Regions from separate parts of the Mus musculus genome. Here region 2 is linked to region 1. Evidence: chromatin contacts called from public Hi-C data. All regions are on one chromosome and are shown on one strand. Each heading gives the region's core, a stretch centred on a gene start, on an enhancer-like site or on the middle of the called end of the contact. The rest is flanking DNA. Distances are from core to core; before and after follow the strand shown. Region 1 holds the start of R3hcc1l (R3H domain and coiled-coil containing 1 like). Region 2 holds the start of Sfr1 (SWI5 dependent recombination repair 1).

The links. Hi-C and Micro-C count contacts between places; a contact is called where the count stands out from the background.
Region 2: a contact with region 1 is called in a Hi-C map of pre-B cells, with 6 times the contacts expected there. The contact joins the promoter of Sfr1 here to the promoter of R3hcc1l in region 1. A contact is called at or near these places in 1 of 39 promoter capture datasets (pre-B cells) and 1 of 484 Hi-C or Micro-C datasets (pre-B cells).

What each region holds. Positions count from the first base shown.
Region 1 is chr19:42,517,525-42,520,070 of GRCm38.p6, reverse strand. It overlaps R3hcc1l (R3H domain and coiled-coil containing 1 like), which reads right to left and starts at 1,266. Exons shown (of 7, transcript NM_177464.4): 1 at 1,214-1,266.
Region 2 is chr19:47,730,493-47,733,038 of GRCm38.p6, reverse strand. It overlaps Sfr1 (SWI5 dependent recombination repair 1), which reads right to left and starts at 1,283. Exons shown (of 4, transcript NM_026377.2): 1 at 1,218-1,283; 2 at 51-409. The coding sequence starts at 1,230.

The DNA.
Region 1 (2,546 bases), core at 17-2,516:
AGCCTTATGCAATCTTACCAATGAACTACAGACACCTCAACCCTGCGCTAAATAGCTCAGGCAGCTATTATTACATGAGTAAGTAGTGCCTGCAACCCACAAACCCTAGACACTGGTGGTTCAGCACCAAGCTTCGGGAGCTCTAAGTCTTAGGGGATGCTTGTCATGTGTAGTGCTTCCAAGAGCGGAAACCGAGCAACAGGGGCAGCTGGCTGTGTGTCGCATGCTGATGGGCCTCGAAGTTTGACACCGATTCCACAGGTGGTCAAGCCCTAATGTCACCTCTCCGCTTGAAACCTTGCTTTAACACTTGTAGGTTTCATCGCAGTTTCTAAAGACACCATTAACTCCGGTCTTCATAAAGACATGACCGTTGATTTTAAAATCCAACTGACCTGGACCACACAAGAGAGGGTACAGGAACTTTATTTTAAATGTTTTCTAGCACAAACGTCTCACACATAGATCATAACACTGAAAAGCATAGTACAAAAGACCCTGCACCCCCTCTTTTTTTTTCCAGACAGAGAAACCAAGGTGGTGGTAATAGGACTACAAAAGACCACAGGTCCATCAAGTGGCCAACCCATCATCCTCTCAGGATTCAGACTCTATAAACCCCGTACTCTTTCCCTCACAACTCAGATGCGACGAAAAAAAAGTTTGTAAGACAACTTTCGATAAAGTGGGTTGGAAGTTTTCTGAGGACCGCCCGAGAAGAGCAGGAAGAACATCCTACTTTACAAACTGTTCCCGGCCAGCCCATAGCCCGGGGGTCCTAGCAGCGGAGCAGAAGTGCCACTGCCCGGGAATCGCCCGCGGCCCCGGGCTGTCCCGAAGCCACCTCGGTGGTCCACAGCTCCGCAGCCCAGAGGGGTCCTAAGACCCCGCTCGCTACCTGGTGACTGGAGACGATTTCTACCAGAAAGAAGCATTAGGGCAGAGGCCCAAGGCAGGCCTCCGGCCCCTTAGAAAACAGAAGAGACCGGAGGGTGGCCCTCCCGCCCCGGGGCTCCAACAGGTCGAAGGGCGGAAGCTTCCCAATAACCTCCGCCCCAGGCGGGGGCCTGCCCCGCGCGTCACCGGAGGAAAAGAAAACCAGCGTTAACACACAGGAGGAAAGAGGGTCCTCTCCCGAGCCGGAGGAAAGACGCGAGGGCAACCAGCACCAGCTCAGGGAGAGAAAGAATCGGGTTCAAGGGTTCGTGGTTACCGGGACGCTGTCGCTCTCCGCTTCCGCTGCCACCATGAAGCGCCTGCTCTTCCGCTCGCCGCTGGGGTGCGCGCCAGGCCTTGGCTCCGCCCACGCCGCGGGACCTCCTGGGAGTTGTAGTCTTCGCGAGCCCCTGTCGCGTCGCGTGGGGGGCGGGGCCGGCAAATGGAGAGGGCGGGAGGGCGTTGACGCTCCTCTATCTCCTGTATCGTCCATCCTCCATCTCAACCCTCAGCTGTGAAAGCGCTCAAATCTTCTCACGTCCTGCTCAATCATAACCGTGTCTCTTTCCTCGTCCACGGGCGAGTTTCTTCGAGCGTAATCTGCACTTAGCGTCTCTACTTCCTTCCTTGTGTGTGCTGAGTTCTACACTGCAGCTTCTGCCCCCCGCAGAAAATGTCCTTGTTGCAGCCAGTGTCCTTGTCGCCAAACCCACTGCAAGTATTTTCAGGCTGTCTAACTTAAGCATTAGTCATTGAAGCTCTTGGACATTATCATTTATTTTCTATGACACTATCCAGCTTTGCCTTCCTCATTCCATGCCGTTCGACTCGGTCTCTTCCTGTAATTCTCCCCCCCCCCCCCGAACTCACCTCTTGAATATTGTTCTCTGCAATTCTTAGAATAAGGAAGGGGAGCGTCCAGCCCGGCCCCTTTTTTTGCTTTAGCTTATCGTACTCCCAACTTCTAGACGACCCTATCTCATTCCTATCTTGCAGACTTGTCAAAAAATGGCTTGAACGCTTTGGTGGCGCGAATGGTATAGCCCTGTGATTGGCAAACAGGTGAAGTGCCCAGGATTCGATCTCGGAACTATACAAGAAAAAAAGAAATATTTGAAAAGTTCATACTGTGTCTCTCCTCTCTGTTCACTGCCTTCCCATCTATCTCCAATGCCTCTTCATCTACATTTGAATGCTAACCAAACCCTGTAGAGGCTCTCTCTCTAGCATTTGAGTCTGTTCTTTATTTCCACTGCCAGATACTTAATTCCCACTTGCTTAGTTTCTTAGCTGATTACTGTTCTCCTTACTGATCTCAGTACGGCTGTGGGGTCCTTACTGCCAAAGGCCGAGTTGTGTAAATAACAAATTTAATCAAGTCGTGTTTGTGTTAAAACCCTGTAAAGACACCATTCGATTGAGTTTGAGAGAAGGAATGAAGGTGAACACCTTGGAGCTTTTACAAAATAGTAGTTCCCAATCCACTACTCTCCTTCCCATCCCTTACCAGATCTGATTATGGGATAGGTTAGATGTGAGCCTTCCTAAAAAGTTTCCCCCTCGGGTGAGCTGACCACTCAGCAAAATGGTTGTATATTATTGCTTACAAT
Region 2 (2,546 bases), core at 34-2,533, 5.2 Mb before region 1:
GAACAGAACAGATGGGGGTGGGGGATAGAGGACAACACAGATATCCATACTTGTTTTCCTGAACTATTCGAATGGGGTGATGGTGGATTCTCCCTGGGCTGAGGAGCGGCAGGTGAAGTCGGGGGTGATGGTGGATTCTCCCTGGGCTGAGGAGCGGCAGGTGAAGTCGGTGGTGATGGTGGATTCTCCCTGGGCTGAGGAGCGGCAGGTGAAGTCGGTGGTGATGGTGGATTCTCCCTGGTCTGAGGAACGGCAGGTGAAGTCGGTGGTGATGGTGGATTCTCACTGGTCTGAGGAGCGGCAGGTGAAGTCGGTGGTGATGGTGGATTCTCACTGGGCTGAGGAGCATCAGGTGAAGTCGATGCTGAATCTGATGAGTTTTCCATCTTGGAAGTGAACTCCTGATTTCCTTATCAAAAAGAAAAGACGCGAATGATAATCAAATTATCTCAAAACAGACCTCAATTTTTCTGAACAAAATTTTCTTCAGTGAACTAAACACCAAAAATAGTCAGCCATTTCTTCCAATTACATGTAGCTATAATTTATTCTAATTCTTCTCATATTTTCCATTTACCTCTCCACATGGGGAAGTAACCAAGTCCTGTTTCTTTCACGACAAATAAACCAGCTAGTATCTCACTGTCTTTCTTTTTTTCCCTTCAAAACACCCCCAAAAATTTGCGTTTCAGGAAGGGGAACTATAACTAGTCAAGAACTTTAATTTTTGTTATAATTTCGTAAATAAAAGCAATACAGCCTGAATCTTGACTCTTAAAAGCTTTGCGCCTAGAACCAAGAACGAGTCCCGAGGTGTCAGAAAGCAGCATCTGCCCCTTTGGGTTTACTATGGTCAAAGACTCCGCCCTCCTCCCCAGCCCCGTCCATCTTCTCCACAAAGCCCCGCCCACTCTCCCTCCCCCTTTCCCCTCCCTCCTCACCACAGAAAGCCCTCCCCCCGTCCCCGCACCCCACTCAGCTCCCCCTTTCCCCACCCCGTCCCCCCACCACAGAAAGCGCGCTCCCCCCAGCTCCCTTCTCTTCAGCAACCCCGTAGCCCTCCTCCTCCACTCCTCCGCCTCCCTCGCCACAGAAAGCCCTCTATCCCACAGAGCAGGAGGCCGAGCTCCCGCGACGCCGGAGAGAGCTTCTCCGTCAGATACCCAGACACCCGCAGGCCTGCCGCTCAGGCCAACCCCAGGGAGAAAGCTCAGTACCTTCCTCAGCCATGCTCACAGCGGCGACACACCGTACACACAGCCAGCGGAGCGCCCGCAGCCCACTGACCTCGCCCCGGGGGCGGAGCCTCACCGGAGAAGAGACGTACGATTGGCTAGCTTGGCCGGAGCAGGCGGATGTGCTCCGTACAGCTCCGACTGCGCGTGCGCGGCGGGCCGCGGGCCTGGGCCACGGGGCGGAGCGGGGCCTGGCGGGAGGCGGGCGCGGCTCGTGATTGGCAGGGCTGGCCGGCGCGCTCCAGGGCTCGGCTACGCGCGCGCGGCCGCCAGCCGTGGGGTGGCGTCCATGGAAAAAACGATGTTAGGCCCTTGGAGGGGCCTGAGGGGGGCGCGCTTCCGCTCGCCACTGCCTTTGGGAGTTGCGGTGCCAGCTGCCTTCCCGAGCAGCTTCCCTGGTGGGGTTGGGGGCGGGGTGGGTATCGTCAGGGTGGCGCGCCCGAGAGCACCGCCCTCTGGCAGCGCTCGCCCCCTGGCAGGCTCGGCTTTCCCCACCGCAAAGGCTTTTCCTCAGACGTGGCAGGGCCGGAAACCGCGGGGCCCGCTCGGCTCCCTGCTGGCTCGGAGTCTATGTGGGTGTCTCTGCATAAACAGTAGAGGGCATCCCCAGCCTGCCTTGCGGACTCGCCCCCTTATTTTGGTCTGTGCCCACCTCTGCTTGGCTTCACATGTTTTGGTCAAATCTGAGAAAAAAATAACCTAAGGAAGTGTATTATGGCGCAGAACAGGAAGCGGGGCGCGGTCGATCCGACAGGTTCGGACTAGAATTCAGATATTTGAGAACTAAACCCCTTGCTTGATCCTGCCCCCCCCCCCCCGAGGCCCCTTGCTAGACCCTGGCTCGACTCCTGGGGGTGCCCCTTGCTAGACTCTGGGGGGCCCCCGGGAGGCCCCTTGCTAGACCCTGGCTCGACTCCCGGGATGCCCCCTTGCTAGGCTCTGGGGGCCCCCAGGAGGCCCCTTGCTAGACTCTGGGAGGCTGCACGGCCTTCTAGTGTTCAGGATGTTCTGTTGCTATGCAACAGCAAAATGAACTAGCTTGGGTGGAGCCGTGGGTGTAGAGAAGTTGAGCTAACTTGTGAGTCACTGGGAAGTTTGTAATAAGGGACAGCTCTCTTTCCGAATATCTGCTAATAGTGGCTTTAAAGTAACCCGAAAGAACTGATTAGACTCCTAGGCGGTCAGTTAATAAATACAGAACCTAAAGGAACTTAATGAGGTGATTAGATCTGCAGATGTTGCAATTGCCTAGATTAGAGTCCTGGCACCACGGTTTCTTCTTTGGTTTGTTTTTGTTTTGTGCAATGGAGT